Regions from separate parts of the Muntiacus reevesi genome. Here region 1 is linked to region 2. The links are chromatin contacts, called in public Hi-C maps. All regions are on one chromosome and are shown on one strand. The core of a region is the stretch at or near the end of the contact, and the rest is flanking DNA. Distances in the headings are between cores, read along the strand shown.

Evidence for each region. Hi-C and Micro-C count contacts between places; a contact is called where the count stands out from the background.
Region 1: a Hi-C map of muscle shows a contact between it and region 2, with 5 times the contacts expected there. The contact joins the promoter of LOC136145592 here to the promoter of ZNF268 in region 2. A contact is called at or near these places in 2 of 3 Hi-C or Micro-C datasets (blood and muscle).

The regions. Positions count from the first base shown.
Region 1 is chr13:29,038,461-29,042,246 of mMunRee1.1, reverse strand. LOC136145592 (zinc finger protein 26) reads left to right here and starts at 1,676. Exons shown (of 6, transcript XM_065904046.1): 1 at 1,676-1,832. The coding sequence starts at 1,800.
Region 2 is chr13:28,882,464-28,886,169 of mMunRee1.1, reverse strand. ZNF268 (zinc finger protein 268) reads left to right here and starts at 1,430. Exons shown (of 6, transcript XM_065904040.1): 1 at 1,430-1,998; 2 at 2,070-2,132.

The DNA.
Region 1 (3,786 bases), core at 427-2,926, 160 kb before region 2:
GAGGCATGTGGGATCTTCCTGAAACCAGGGATCTAACCCATGTCCCCTGCATTGCAAGGCAGATTCTTAACCACTGGACCACTAGGGAAGCCCTAGGTTTACTTTGTTCTTTAGCTTTTTGAGAATCCAACTCTTATTGTTTTGTTTTTACTGTTTTAACTACTATAATTACTTATGCTATGCTATGCTTAGTCACTCAGTCGTGTCCAACTCTTTGCGATCCCATGGACCGTAATCCACCAGACTCCTCTGGCCATGGGATTCTCTAGGCAAGAATACTGGAGTGGGTTGCCATTTCCTACTCCATATAATTACTTACGATTATGAAATTTCCTGTCATCATTGCTCTTAGTTTCTCCCACACATTAATGCATAGTGTTGTCTACAGTTTTGTCTGTATTTCCCTACTTAATTTGCTGTCAGTTGAAGATAAGACTTTATAAAAGCAATTTTTTTTCAGACAGAAAGCTTTTTAAATTATGCTTTTAATTTATAGTTAAATATTGCCTACCATATCAGTAAACAAAGGATGTTGCACCTTCAAGCCATCAGATTACAGTAACCTGACTGTGAGCCTTGAGGGGGTCTCAGGATGAGAAAACACAGAATCCTGGCCCCAGATAGCTGAGGAACGTATCAAAGGAATGATTTCAGTAAGCTTAGACTCTTGTATCTTCCCATAGATGGAAAAGCAGTAAATCCCTTAACTTGAGCTATCTAGTTTTCTTTAATCAATAATCTTTTGATGTTCCAACTACTATATCTTTGTTGCAAAAACTTCTACCTATCTTGACTTCCCCCTTGCCTCTTCAGAGCAGTCCCCTCTCAGCGTTATCTGAGCTGCTATGTCCCAGGCTTAAGTCCTCAGTTTTGCCCACAGAATAAAACAGAACTCTCAACTTTCAGGCTGTGCATTTTTTTTCCAGTTGACTACTGTTTGCTCTGTCTTGGACACCCACGCGTCTGTGTGTCCCAATATTGATGACCTTCTACTTCTCATCTACTATACTTTCTCCTCTGTAAAGTTGGTAACTTATTTGGTGCACTGATATTCAGTACTGTTTTATACCCCAGTGCACTGCACCTCATAGTTTCCCACGGTGTCGTTCTCTGCTGAGCCTTCCCCTACGAACTCTAACTGGTTTGGCCTCAAGACTCAACCACCGGCCACTGCCCAGACACTAGCGCTTCCCTGAGCAGCGGAGGAATCGATACCGACTCTAGTAGAGTCCGCCCACCTTTCCCATCAGGCCTCGCACGTCTATCCAAGCCCTCTTCCTCCACAGAGCATTCTGGGAGATGTAGTGTTTTGCCAGCCGCTGTTCGTCACGTGACGTACTTCCGTCTGCGCCGCCCTGCGGCCGAAGAGGAATACGCGCCTAACGGGCTGTATCCGGCAGGGCTTCTGAGCTCAGGGGCGGGGCGGGGGCGTTCTGTTTCAGAGACTGCGGAGCTAGCTCAGACGCGAAGTTACCCTGGCCCAGAACATCCTGTGCGAACCAGGATCTTGACCAGCTGAGCCCCCACGGTCGATCCCGGCGTAGAGGCAGTCAGCCCGGCGTCGGGCCCTCCCGCATCAGGGCTGCGGAGCGGTACAAACTCATTGTCCAAGTTCCCTCTGCCCGGGCCCGGAGCCCCTTCCCTACGAGGGAGGGACTCAGCCCCAGACGGGCAGGTGCCTGGTGCCCGCGGACCCTCTCCGTCGGGCTCGAACCCCCTCTTGGTGGACGGGGTGGGACCAGCAAGGATATCATCAGAGTTCGGCTCTCTCCTCTGCAGCCTGCACGAAACAGCCCGGGATGGCCACCAGGTTCCCGACAGCTTCGTGTTCGGTAAGTGGGGACTTTCTCACTTGAGAAAGCTGACTTGGCCGTGAGGGCGGACCTCTTCATCCCTTCACGGTCACACCAGGGCCTGAACTCACATATTGCCCGCCATCCCCCTGAGTCTCCAGAAACGTCCCTTGTCTTCTGGCACTTGGTGTCCCGTTGCACTGTCCGTGGGCAGTTACTCTGCTTTGTTATCTACAGCGGACCCTGAATTCCTAGGGCAGTGAGGGCCCTTGTGAAGGAAATGATCCTGTATCGTTTCAGGTTTTACACGCACAAGTTCTGAGTTGTCTTCGCGTCCAGATTTTCAGGGCATCAGCAAGGAAATTTATCTCCTTTTTGTTCATTAGCTTGTTCAGATGCTTGTATACTGAGTACTCTCGTGAGCTGGATCCAGACATTGATGCTGGCAGTGCAAAGAAATCATGTACGTTTCTTGTTTTAGAGGAGCTGTGGTCTGGCGCACAGAGTCCTTGGGCAGGATGGCGGGGAAGGAGTTTAAGGATTCAAAGCAGGAAGGAGCAGTGTTGTGACAGGAGAGAGCCAGTGGACCCTCTGGACCGTGCAGGTGGTTGGAGGACTGAACCAGAGGGAGACTTAACAGCGAATGCTGAACTCCTGAGCTGTTGGCACACCGGTGATGTGTCCAGTCTTGAGAACACTGTTGGAAGAAGTATCCAGGGACAGAGTGTATGTAGCTTTTTTTTTTTTCTTTCCTTCTTTTAAGATTTATTTATCTTTGCCTGTGGCTGGGGGTGGTGGTGGGGGGGGGTAGGTCTTCCTTGCTGTTCCGGCTTTCTCTAGTTGCAGTGAGTGGGGTCTACTCTCTAGTTGCAGTGTCTGGGCTTCTCTTGTGGTGCACAGGCTCTGGGGCAAGCGGGCTTTAGTAGTTGCAACACGTGGACTTAGTAGTTATGGTCCCTGGTCTCTAGAGCAGGGGTTCAGTAGTTGAGGTGCAAGGGATTAGTTGCTCCGAGGCATGTGGGGTCTTCCTGGACCAGGGATCAAACCTGTGTCTCCTGCAGTGGCAGGTGGATTCTTTACTACTAGACCTCAGAGTGTAGCTTTGTAGGTATTGAATATGTGGTGCCTACAGTTGAGTCTGTAGCTCAGGTGGGAGTTTTCAACTAACATGTACTGATTAAAGGCACCTATGTTAGTGCCTTTAACTACAGAGTTATAGGTATAAGAGTAGAGCCCCCAAAAGGACCAAGTAGAGGCCTCAGGACAATGACAAGGGCTGCGTTAAAAGAGGAGCTGGGGTGCAGGAGAGGTGAGAGAACATTTGGAGAGTGGTTTTTCCCCTACAAAGTTGAGAATAGAGAACTTCTTAGAAGCCATGATGTGAAGTGTCTTGAAAGTATTTCATAAGGCCGAAAGATGCTTCTTGGATTTCAGAATTTATAGGTCTTAAGCAGTTTTTCCAGAGCAAACAGAATGTTGGGTGTGCTACAGTGAGTGGGGTCTACAGGAAGTGGGGTCTTAGGAAGATATTCACTTCCTAAGAGGTAAAGGAATTGCATTAGGTTGTGGACAGCAGAATGTAAAGAAATGATTAGTAATAGTATAGGTGGTGGTGGTTGTTCTTCAGTTACTCAGTCATGTCTGACTCTTTGTGACCCCATGAATTACAGCACACCAAGCTTCCCTGTCCTTCACTACCTCCCAGAGTTTGCTCAAATTCATGTCCATGGAGTCCGTGATACCATCCAACCATCTCATCCTCTGTCACGCCCTTCTCCTGCCCTCAGTCTTTCCCAGCATCAGGGTCTTTCCCAGTGAGTCGGCTCTTCACATCAGGTGGCCAAAGTATTGGAGCTTCAGCTTCAGCATCAGTCTTTCCAGTGAATATGCAGGGTTGATTTCCTTTAGGAGTGTAGGTGGCACTGGTGGTAAAGAACCTGACTGCCAATGCAAGAGACATAAGAGATGCAGGTTCGATCCCTGGGTCTGGAAG
Region 2 (3,706 bases), core at 181-2,680:
ACTTGTTCAGTCACCAAGTCGTGTCTGAGACTTTGCAACCCTATGAACTGCAGCATATCAGTCTTCCCTGTCCTTCACTATCTCCCTTAGTTTACTCAAACTCATGTCCTTCCTTTCCATATTTAATAGTTAAAAAATATTTAAATGTATTGTGAGACAGCAGTCTTTTTTCTATTCTTTTATAGCAATCTCATTGTTCAAAAAGACCAGTTCACTTCTTGATGGAGCAGTGAAAATATTTTTATTAAATGTCAACTCTTGAGACCACATCTTTTTAGTATCTTTGCAACAAATATTCTGTGATGTATCCTGAAATTCAATAGTAGTCTTCAGGAAAATCACCAGTGTGATTATATGAGTTGGGAGCTGAACTTTGAGTGAAAGAAAAACTGAAAGATGAGTCAGACATGGGGATCTCAACAGTCAAACAAGTAAGCTGTCACTTAGAGAGAAATAAAGACAGGATTTTTTTTGCCAACATAAAACTAGCGTTTTCAAGTGAAAATGGAATTTTGGAAATCTTGTATCTGCCACTGTGAACTTCACAGATTCTCAGTACTTTAAGGTCAATGATGATATTGATAAATAGCAGCTTTCATATTGTACAATGAAAGGTGTCAACATCTGGAAGATACGCATTAGTCAATGAACCCATATTTTCCAAATGACCAATGTATGATGTTACAAAATCATGCCTGATAAAACTAGCCATTCAAAGTGCAAGACAGATCAATGAGTTTTGATAAAATAGAGTAGAAAAAGTTTACCTATCTGGTTTTAGATGGTATACTGCAACTGACCTATGCCTGTTCAGCTTTTACTAAGAGGTAAAATTATCTAAGTATATTAAAATACTCTGTCCTTTTCCAACGACATACTTATGTGAGGCCAGATGTTTTAATATACTTCCAAGGACGCAACATAAACAACCAGAATGAGTGCAGAAGCACATACGAGAATCCAGCCGTTTTATATTAAGCCGGACAGTTAAAAGATTCTCCCATCCCCATCCCCAAGGGAAAACAATGCCACTCCTAATTTTTCTGCAAAAAATAAATTTAATTTACATGAAAATGTCCCTTATACAACAGAATGGATCTTTTTGTTATTAAACTTTAAATTAGTACTTCTGCCCTCGGAAAGCAAGAATCTTAAAATATTTTTAAGTCAACGCACACCCCTCCCCACTTTGCGCTATTGCCATCAATTGTTTTAATCCTCTGTATTATTGAAAGCCCCCAAAACGCCCGCCCAAGGATGTGGCCGGAAACTCCGCGATTCGCGACTGCAGCGCCCCCTCCCGGCGGCCCTTGGCTGGAGCCACCCCCCGGAGGAGGGATGACCGCGGAGGCTTCTGGGAGTTGTAGTTTGTCCTGCCCGTGGGTCTCACTGACGCAATTTCTGTGCGTCCCTAGCAGCCGCCATCCACTCGGCACCGGCCGGGGAGAACCCTGTTCGGTGGGCCGAGTCTCATGCCGGTCGCGGTGACCTGGGCTGGTGCCGGCCGACCTCGACTGCCCGAGGGCCGTCGCCGAAGCGCCCAGAGCGGGTGACTCAAAGTCGAGAGGGAGAACGAGCGGATCTGGTTGCAAGATCCAGGAGGTCGGAGGGGAGCGCGTCTCCCCCGCATTCCCGCGCTACCAGTTCAGGGATCGGGGAGCGGTGTGCGCCGATTCCCTCCAAATTCAAAGGGGCGGGACTGTGCAGACTAGTCTGGCCTCCTTTACGCCTGCCCTGGCCCAGTCGCGTGCGTGTAGGTGGGGACGAAGGTGGGGAACGCCTCTGCTGCGTGAGAGGAGGGGCCCCAGCCGTGGGAAGGGAGATGCGCGTCCTCTGGGATCAAGAGGGTCCCGCGTGGGCGCGGGCGCGGGCGCGGCGGAGAGATCTGGCCCCTCACGGTTCTCTTCTCCCGCCACCATCGGGTCCTGCCATTCTCTTGCAGGGAACTCAAAGCTGGCTGTGGGGATGGCCTCAAGGGTCCGGACAGCTGCCATCTGGGTGAGTAGGAATTTTCTTTTGTTTCTGAAAAGCTCCGTAAAGACCGACCTGTGCTCATTCGTCTCTTCCAGGGTTGGCGTTTGCATGGAGTTCCCTCTCCCCACCCCGCTGCCAAATCACTGGGCCGCCTTTAGGTAACGTTAGGCCGTCCAGAAGCGCTTCTTGTCATCAGACTGTTAATTTACTTACTTAAGTCTCTTTTCTGCCAATTCTATGCCTTGAACCTTGAGTTAAACAAGACGTAATCATCCATCTTCCAGTTTCTTCAACACCCATTTTCTTATTTTTTCCCTTCTGTGTTTAAGATTTTGGGACCTCATTTGGGAAATTACGCGTTTATCTCTAGTTATTCAACAGTTTTATTGTCATTTGTTTGCTGGATCCTGGGGCAGTTGCTAAGGGTGCAAAGATAAGTCATTCTTGCCTTGGAAGAGTCATGACCTGGTGGGGTTGGTGGGCAAGAAAATGTACAAGCACAGTGACACCTTAGGGGTCCTCTGAAAGCAAGCTGTGAAAATGTGTGGGGACCTACAGCACAGGGTCAGTTTTGGAAATAAGGACACTCCAAGAAGTACCTCAAGGGTTAATAAGGGAGTCTTAAACTGTGATTTGAAAGGTAAGTGAGGTGAACAAGGGACAGCCTAGGAAAAGGAAGGAGCGTGCAAATTTTAGAGGCTTCAAGTGATCTAATATGTTGGTGAACTTTGAACACTACAGTTGCTGAAATGTAGAGTTTAGGATTTTGCGGGGGATGGTGGTGATGGAGTATAAGAAATGAGGCCAGACCCATAGGTAGAGATTGGATCATAGAGGGCTTTGAGGGTCACATTAAAAACTTGAATTTGGGGACTTCCTTGGCAATTCAGTGATTAGGGCTGAGAACTTTCATCACAGTGACCCCAGGTTCAATCCCTGGTTGAGGAACTGAAATCCCGCAAGCCACATGGTGCTGCCAAAAAAAAAAAAAATCTGGGATTTTATCCTCTAGTGGAGAAAGACTCATTGAAGTGTTTTCCAAAGGAGTTTTGGATGGAACAATCAACATCAGGCAAGTGAGGATGAGGCTTAAGTACACTAGTGGTTTTGAGAAAAGAGCCACAGAGTCCGAAGCAAGTGGACTTGGTAACTAGTTGGATGTTGGTGAGGGAGCAAGAAGAGCCAGGCATCAGTGCTGGAGGTCTACTCTGTGGGCCTGGGTTGGGAGGTTCCATTTCCTGAGTGAGCGAGAACTATCAGAGTTGTTAAGGAGGGCCGGGTGGACATTTCTGTTGGATATGGTGGTACCCTGCAGGTGCTGGTGGGCAGGTGGGTAGGCATGTGTCTCAGTTCAAAGGTCTGGACAGGTTACAATGAGTAGGTCTAGCCAGGTGAGCTCAAAGAGCAATTGTGCCCTGGGAAGAGGACCAAGGGCAGTGTGCAGGTGGTGAACAAGAGAGGGCAGTGGAGGAGGGGCTGAAGGTTGAGGAGCCCATCAGAAATGAGAGAAATGGAGAGATTTGTGTTTCAGAGTCAGAAAAAGAAACCTCAAAAATGGTTACCTATGAGATGGCCCAGAGAGGTTAAGTAATGTTACATCAGAGAAGTTCAGGTTGGATCTGGTGATGATGATAGTGGTGGGTTTTGCTGGTAATATGTCCAGAGTGGAGTGTGAGTATAGATATGTGTTGGGCAGAAGTGGATGGAGTGGCGTGGAGGGAACAGGTTGGTT